Linked DNA regions of Sus scrofa: all the other regions are linked to region 1. The links are chromatin contacts, called in public HiChIP or PLAC-seq maps. All regions are on one chromosome and are shown on one strand. Each heading gives the region's core, a stretch centred on a gene start, on an enhancer-like site or on the middle of the called end of the contact. The rest is flanking DNA. Distances are from core to core; before and after follow the strand shown. Region 1 holds the start of TOB2 (protein Tob2). Region 2 holds the start of SNU13 (small nuclear ribonucleoprotein 13). Region 3 holds the start of DESI1 (desumoylating isopeptidase 1).

Region 1 (2,696 bases), core at 131-2,630:
TTTTGGGGTATACACACTGAAGAGCACAGTACGGGAAGGATGCAAGCTGGCCAGAACGGTGACCTTTAAATTAAGAACAGCAACTATTTGAGCCAAGCTTTACATACAGTATCATATCTAATCCCCACAGGATCTCGATCTCCATTTTAAGGACGAGAGGACAGGTCTGACGGTATAAAGAGAATTTGTGCCTTTCAATCAAGATAACCCGGTTGGTGGCAGAATTGGGATTCAAACCCACCTACTTCTAAGGCTGCCTCTAGTAAATAACTACAAATACCAGTATCCCTTGCAGCGCCCCAATGCGCAAACGCACTCCCCCCCAAGACCTCCATGGCTCCACGCCCCCGCCTCCCAGTCCTAAAAGGTTGGATCGAACATCCAATCAGATGTCGCCGCTCCCTGTTTCCGACCAATGGGAAGGCTGTTGCTAACATACTGGTTATATTTTTAGCGCTTCAGCACCAGGGAGCGGCGAGCCAGATCTCGCTGGGTTGCGACTCGCGAGGAGAGGAGAGGGGAAGGGAGGAGAGGGAGGTGGGGGAGGAGGAAAAAAAGGGGAGGGATGGAGTCGGGCAAGGCGGTGGGGGCGTGTAAGTGACGCTCTGCCACTTGCTGACGCACAAGCAAGTAGTCCCTGGAGGTGCCCCAGGGGATAAAGCGCTCGGGGTGTGGGGGATGGGGACGCTCCGGCCCAGGCTCCCTCCCCCTTCTTGTCCCCTTGGAGTTTGCCCTCCAGTCCAGCGTTTCTCCGCTGCAGTCAGGAGAAGCGCATTAAACCCCTACGCTACCATTGCCGCCTGTCCTTGCCAAAAAAAGTGATCAAGGAAAAAAAAACTGCAAACCGTGTCTGGAAACTTTTGGATCTCGCCACCCCACGTGGGTTCGGCGACTGCCGTTGGGCCGGAACCATCTAGAATGAGAATAAAGTGTGAGAGAGAGTTAGGGAATGGGCGATTAAAGAAGGGATGGGAATAAGACTTAAGGCGAAAGCTCCCAGTGGCCCTGGGCTTCACCTGGCAGTCTACCGTGCCTGTGACCTCACTCGGCACAGGCCTCCCCACCCCCAACTCCGCGCCCCTCACAGTGACAAAGTAGCCGAGTGACCCCCTTGGCCATAGCAGGGGCAAGGGATGTAAGTGCGAGTCTGAATCAAGGGACCGTCTGGTGCGCAAGCCTGGGGCATCTGGCATAAACAGGCGCCCTAGGATGCCGGCGAAGGCTGTTGCTGAAGGATGAGGCTCCAGTAACCCCTTTTTTGGGGGGGGTTCGACGACTGGGAAGAACCAAAAGGGGCGTCCTCTGACGCCGGAGCTCCGCCTGCAGCAGGCGGAGGACGCGCTCGCGCGTCTGCGCAGAGAGCGCTGGCCGGGTCCCTGCGGTGAGGTTAACCCGCGCCAGAGGCCGCGAGTGGAAGGTTAATGTATCGCTTGGCTCTTTTTCCTGCGCCCCCATCCTCCTCGCCCCTTCTTACTCCCGTTTTGCGTGCCCAAGCCCCGGTTTCTCCCTCGCACTCCCCTCGACGTTAGGCGTCGTCCCCAAATGAGGCACGAGGCTCTTGGAAGATTCGGGACAACTGGAGTTGATAAAGGTCCAAAATCTGTCCAGAACTCCAGTAGTCCCCTGAGCTCCCCACCCGCGAAGAGATTTTACTGGTGTGGTGCGAGTGCTGCGGGAAAAGTCGGACTGTCAGATGCGCCGAGCTGAAGGGATTCGCCGAGGTGGCCTGCGCGATGGTTCGGGAAAGCATACGAACCCTCGGCGCCAGGGCAGGTGCAGGGCTGAAGACACAGCGGGGACGTCCCCTTCTTTTGGACACCCATTCATCCAGCACACCTAAAGTGAGCAGCTGGGTCCCAAACCGGGACCCTACCCTCGCAAGCTTGCTGTCTGCATAGGGAAACACTTTACACGATGAGGACAATTTGAGCAGTTTGGGCATGAAGAAAATAACTACGATGCCGGCGTCGTGATGGGAAGGGGAGGCGGCCCGCGTTACACAGGGCGGTCAGAGGCAGCCTTGCTGATATTTGAGCCAGGATCTGAGTGAGGAGGGTGACCGGCCACCCACGCGTAGGACTAGGGCGGTGGCCAAGGGCCCCCGGGTTCCACGCGGAGCAGGGAGCCGCGCGCCTCCAGGGGTTAAGCTGCCTGCTGGCTGGGAAGTAGTCCCGGCCCAGCGCCCGGCCCCGCCCCTGCAGGGCGGAGGGACGCATCACGCAGGGGTGGGGAAGGCGGATCCGTGCGCAGGGTTGCTAAGGGTGAAACTTTTCATTGACTTTGCTCACTTCGGGCCGGGGCGCGGGAAGGAGCGGGTTCTTGGTGGGGGGGAGCGAGTGGCTTGGGAAACGCGAGGCCAGAAGGGCAAGACCAATTCGCCGGCCACAGCCCAGACCGTACTCCGCCCCGCGACACGAACCACCCTCGAGTCCGCCATCCGCGGTTCGTCGCCGCCGGCCGGCCCGCCCGCCCTCCGTCCCTAGCCGCCGAGCCCGACCTCCAAAAAGCAGAAAGAATTATTGAGAATCATAACCCATAAGCCCCCTCAATCGTCCCCCAACCCTCAACGAAGAAAAAGACACCTTGGCCCCCGGCCGGGCGGCGCCCGGGAGAGAAGGGAGAGTGACCTCCGCCCCGCGCTCAGGACCACCCTGGAGGGAGAAGCCGCCCCGCGGCCGGCACACCGCCCCGCCACC
Region 2 (2,696 bases), core at 88-2,587, 200 kb before region 1:
AAGGACCTCTTGGAGGTGGTGAGGCATGAGCCTAGCCTTTAAAACATGGAGATCTGGAGCAGCATAACGAAAAGAGCAGCGTGCTAGGCCAGAAGAAAATGGGCGTCCGAGACATTATCAAATTCAACCCGACAGAAATGCAAGCCCATCCTCAAATCTGCTTTTCTTCCTGAATTCCCTACTCAATAGACTCCATTTCTGATGGACTCCACTCTTCATCTGCGGCATGTGGAAGTTTCCAGGCTAGGGGTTGAATCAGAGTTGGAGCTGTGGGCCTTGGCCACAGCCATGCCAGATCCAAGATGCTTATGCGACCTGCACCACAGCTCACCACACTGCCAGATCCTTAATCCACTGAGCAAGGCCAGGGATCAAACCCGAGTCCTCATGGATATTATTCGGGTTCATTACCACTGACCCACAAGGGGAACTCTTTTTTTTTTTTTGGCTGCACCCAGGGCATGTGGGAATTCCTGGGCCAGAGATGGAACCTGTGCCACAGCATTGAACCAAGCCGCAGCAGGGACAATGCCAGATCCTAATTAACTCGCTGAGCCATCAAGGAAGTCCCCAACCAGAAATTTCAACAAGGACATCTGAATATGAAGAAAAACATTTAGGGGAGTTCCCTTGTGGCTCAGCAGGCTAAGAGGCAGCATTAACACTGCAAAGGCTCAGGCCACTGCTGTGGTACATGTTCCATCCCCGGCCCAGGAACTTGTACGTGCTGCAGTGCGGCCAAAAAGAAAGAAAGATAAAAAGAAAAACATTTAGGATTATCCATCATTATCTCCATAAATTTCCTTTACCGGTATAGGGTCAAAAATATGATTTTAAAAGCACAAGAGGAATTCCCGTAGTGGCACAGTGGAAAGGAATCCGAGGTTGCCAGTTCAGTCCCTGGCCTCGCTCAGTTGGTTAAGGATCCCCACGTTGCCTTGAGCTGTGGTGTAGGTCACAGACGCGGCTCGGGTCTGATGTGGCTATGACTGTGGCGTAGTCCAGCAGCTATAGCTCCCATTGGACCCCTAGCCCCGGAACCTCCATATGCCGCGGGTGCGGCCCTAAAAAGCAAAAAAAAACAAAAAACAAAAAACAAAAGAATGTGCTCAAAAATAAACTAGCAATGGAACGACGACTCCATTGAAACTCTTTGATTTTTTTTAGAAATGTTCAATTCACTGTTTCTGCCAAGTATGTATAGTAGAATGACAACTTTTTCTTTTTTAGAACATGATTTTTTAAAAGCAAAATGTGATCCCTCGGCCAGAACTCAACTCTTTCCCCGCCGGGGCCCCTTAAGGAGCGTGACCCCGCCTCTTGGTGACGTCACTTCCGCTTCCTGCCGCGCGCGAGGCCATTTCCACTCCTCTACAATTTTCCGCGGTGGTGAACGTTCGCGCTCTGACGTCTCCTGTGCTCCTAGAGGAGTGACGGACACATCGGCACCGCAGCCATGGTAAGAGCGTGCGCTTGGCCTAAGGGCCGGGAAGTGGGAGACTCGGGTTCGGTTCTTTCACTAGTTGTCCGGGGCTGAGAACGTGCGCGGTCTCGCCCAACCCGCCCCGGCTTAGAGCTCCGGCGGCCGCGCAGTCCCAAGCTCTGCCTTTTCTTCTGGTCCGAGGTTAGAACTCTGGAAGCCTCAGGTTCCCAACTGCTGTGAAAGGGGTGCTTTGTAGCAGTCTGTGCTCCCGGCCAGAGGCGTGCGGTGAGCTCAGGGGCAGAACCCGACCTGGGAGAAAGACCAAGAGCAACCCACGTGGGAAAGAGTAGAAAGTTAGGTGAGAAAACTTGGCTCCATGTGCTTTATTTTCCTTTTGTGGGGGTCGCTAGTGGAACGCTGGATTTGGATCATCCTCCCCTACCCCACTTCCCTACTGATGATGTTCAGGAGAAGGAGGTCTCCAGGCGTCCATGCCTGGTACCCGCCGCGAGTTACATGTGCCACAGATTAAAGGACCTTTTGGTGTTTGGAGGCTGTGGGAAATGCGGAATGACCCTGAACCCAGACTGGAATGCAGGAAAGACTCCTGCGAGGCGCTAGCCTCAGAATCAGAAGTCCTAGTAGCACCACGTGCGGTTTCCCCAGAACTCTCGTTGTTCAACTTTTTAATCGGATTGTGTGGCCTGGTAGCTAGTTTGGGTTGGCACTTAGTAAGGAGAGAAGAGTTGGTAAAGCACTTTCACTTCTATAATGAGGTTTAATCCTTTCAACGGATCTTGGATCCCAGCAGGTATCTTCCCAAAAGGCTTCCCCCCACCCACCTCATCCCCATTTTGAAGCTAAGTGTCTGAGCCTAGAACTTGAAGCTTCTGAACCACTACTCATCTTCCGCCGTTCCGTGGACAGTTTTGTAAAGTTTTGGAATTGAGTGACCTCGGGTCGAAGTTAAGAATAATTTACTTCAACTGTAAAATGGGATAACAATGTAAGGGGATTAAATTATGTGATGTAATGCATGTTACACACCTAGTCCTAATGCTTGGTATGGAGAGAATGAGCACTTGCTATTTGTTGCTAAATCAAAACCTTTCAGATTTCATATTTTTTTATTTTTTGGCTGCACTATTTTTTGGCATGCAGAAGTTCCTGGGCTAGGAATTGAACCTGCACTACAGCCCAAGCCAGATCCTTAACCCACTGTGCCCCAAGCAGACTCCAAAACCTTGCAAATTTTGGCTGTCTGGTGTACAGG
Region 3 (2,696 bases), core at 114-2,613, 160 kb before region 1:
AAGGACCCGGCGTTGCCATGAGCTATGGTGTAGGTCGCAGATGCAGCTTGGATCTGCGTTGCTGTGGCGTAGGCCAGCAGCTGTAGCTCCAATTGGACCCCTAGCCTGGGAACCTCCATATGGCACGGGTGCGGCCCTAAAAATCAAAAATAAAAATAAAGTTTAAGGTTATAATGTCGTGAAGACTAAGAGTAGCTCTGCAAAGTTCAAAGAGAGAAAAGTATTTGAGATTCTCTTGGGAGAAAAGGGTGGGCCATGAGACAGCAAAGGTCACCCAACAGAGAGAGGCAGGGAAAGTCTTTCACACACGGATCCGTACATGTTAGTGAAAGTCACTCACCACCCGTTTCACGGCCCTCCTCCTCTTCTTCTTCATCGCCCTGGTTTTTGTAATAAGACTCCCACCCTGACATGTTGGTTACTGCTCACTAGGTGAAGGAAAGTTAAGGTCAGTAACAAGCAAATTTAAACCTAAAAGCTATCAACTCCTAGGCTCCTCTGAGATCTGTCCTAAAGGCTGGAGGTTACTCGAGAGGTATGCGGATGCTGGATCCTGCTACCTGAAGAGCTTGGTAATTGAGGTGCAGAGATAAATGGGCATGGGGATCATTCCAGAAGCAGCTTCACCTTAGCTATTCCTTAAGGACACTTCAGGGCCAGCGGCCTGGGCTGACCACTCTGAAGGTTGTGCCAGGGCAGTCTGACCTGGAGGTCCAGTCATCTGGACTTCAGAGATCCCTAGTTCAGGGTACTCGGTCCTTAAGCAGATCCACCTGTCTTCATCCCGCCCCCACATCTGCCCCAATTCTTCAGCTTTGCCTAGTGAGGTTTCTCAAACGCAAGTGGACCTCCAACACCGGGTGCTGTCTCCCCCCGGGAGGAAGGAAAGGGAATCAGAGAAGCTGTCTCCACGCCTCGAGTCCCCACACTTCTGGCTGACACTGTCCCGCGGAGAGGCTACTGGGATGCGCAAGGCTGAGTGGGCAAAGCAGGACGAAGCCAGCCCCAACCAGCGAGCAACAAACACAGAACACAACTCCCTCCCGCCTACCTTGGGCGCAAAGAAAAGATCAATTACCGGGAGAAGGCGGGGCGCCACACACGTCCAGTTCTCGCTCCCAATCAAAGCCCCTTACGTCACCACGCAGAGTGCGTCCTTTCCCCGTCCCGCTGACACGCCCACTCCCACAAGGCCCTTTCCACAGGAGTCCCGCTCTAACCCCACCCCGTCCGCAGAGCCCCGCCCTCCGTCGAAACCCCGCCCCCCGCCGGCCGTCAGGGCTGCGCGCACATGCGCGAGAATGCGTCCCCGCCCCCGCCCGGTCTTCCGCGAGGACCCTGCCCGTCCGCGCTCTGTCACCTCATAGTAGTCGTTGCCGGTGGCGGGTGCGGGGGCGCGAGCAGCGCTGGGCGGCCTCTCCCCCGCCCCTCAGGCCGGGCCCGGGCTCGGTCTCCCCCCTCCCTCCGCTCCCCGCCCCCGTCGGGTACGGGAAGGTCCTAGCCGCTGCCGGGTGCCTGAGGGACTTCGTGGCCCCAGCCGCCACGGGTCCCGATGGAGCCGCCGAATCTCTATCCGGTGAAGCTCTACGTGTACGACCTGTCCAAGGGCCTGGCCCGGCGGCTCAGCCCCATCATGCTGGGTGAGGGGAATGGGGCGGGCGGCAGGGGGGGCGGGAGCCGGGCGCGAGGGTGCCGGGACGGCGGGCCGAGGTGGGGAGGCCTGGGCCACGGCTGAGGGGGAGGCGCGGGGCCCACGGGATGGAGAACAGCCCGAGTGGAGAAGGAGTGAGTCTGAGGTTGGGCCCCTTCAGCCCCACTGGCCCATCTTCACGTTTGAATTCAGGGAGAAAGGATGGCGGAGTCACACCCTCCCGTAGCCCTTCAGAGCCCCTTCAGCCGGGAGGTGGGGGAAGCCGGCTCTGGGTCCCGGTGGGCGCCTTGACTCGTCGCCTGAGGAGCCGTCTACGCTCCTTCTTCCTCGGCGCTGTGTGGAGATGGTGCAGATGCCTGGCGCGCGGTTCCCCTCGCGGTGAAAGGGACACTGCGGAGGAGAGCCCTCCCTCCGTGCCAAAAGGGAACTCCTGCAGTCCCTGGGGTAGGTGGGAAGGGAGAGCTAGAGCTGCACAGGCGCCCAGCTAAGTCGGGTCGGCTGGAGCCCGAACTCAAGAAATCAACAAGTTCGGTCTGACCCTGACGTCTTCTCAGCAGTTTCTGAGTTCACCGTTTCTGCCCAGATGGTAAGAAAGCAATTCTGGGGGAGAATAGGATGCTGTTGTGCGCGTAAGGATTAGTAAGGGAAGGGTTTCCGTAGTGCTCCATTAAACTACTTACCCCCAGGAGAGGAAGTCAGCCCTAGTTCAGTGTAGATCAAACCTCTCTATAACCCAAATACCAAAATGTCTTGTGTAATGCAGGAGTTGTCAGGTGTGTGATTTCAGATGGTACTAGGCAGGAAAGGATTCTGGGAATTGAAAACTGAACAGCTTTGGCAACATCCATTTGAATGGCTAGTTTTTCCTGGCTTCTGGGGAGACATTAGAGAATGTTTATGTTCCTGAGACAAGATGGCAGAGGTCAAGTAAGCCAGGCTACTTTGGAGTTTTAATGTCCTTGAGTTTCTAATGTGTCTCAGGGGGTTGACCCTGGGCCAGTGAATGAGTCCTGTATTCGGCTTCACATCAGAATCACCTAGGATG

What was found. HiChIP or PLAC-seq counts read pairs in DNA pulled down with a chosen protein or histone mark.
Region 2: a contact with region 1 is called in an H3K27ac HiChIP or PLAC-seq map of alveolar macrophages. The contact joins the promoter of SNU13 here to the promoter of TOB2 in region 1. A contact is called at or near these places in 1 of 47 Hi-C or Micro-C datasets (skeletal muscle) and 2 of 2 datasets of contacts at active chromatin or transcription factors (alveolar macrophages and skeletal muscle).
Region 3: a contact with region 1 is called in an H3K27ac HiChIP or PLAC-seq map of alveolar macrophages. The contact joins the promoter of DESI1 here to the promoter of TOB2 in region 1. A contact is called at or near these places in 1 of 47 Hi-C or Micro-C datasets (liver) and 1 of 2 datasets of contacts at active chromatin or transcription factors (alveolar macrophages).

What each region holds. Positions count from the first base shown.
Region 1 is chr5:7,085,017-7,087,712 of Sscrofa11.1, forward strand. TOB2 (protein Tob2) reads left to right here and starts at 1,381. Exons shown (of 2, transcript XM_021091455.1): 1 at 1,381-2,696. It overlaps LOC110260629 (a long non-coding RNA gene), which reads right to left. Exons shown (of 7, transcript XR_002343880.1): 7 at 1-913.
Region 2 is chr5:6,889,677-6,892,372 of Sscrofa11.1, forward strand. SNU13 (small nuclear ribonucleoprotein 13) reads left to right here and starts at 1,338. Exons shown (of 3, transcript NM_001190226.1): 1 at 1,338-1,459. The coding sequence starts at 1,457.
Region 3 is chr5:6,928,008-6,930,703 of Sscrofa11.1, forward strand. It overlaps DESI1 (desumoylating isopeptidase 1), which reads left to right and starts at 1,364. Exons shown (of 6, transcript NM_001243397.1): 1 at 1,364-1,640. The coding sequence starts at 1,553. XRCC6 (X-ray repair cross complementing 6) reads right to left here and starts at 1,074. Exons shown (of 13, transcript NM_001190185.1): 1 at 1,052-1,074; 2 at 341-428. The coding sequence starts at 413.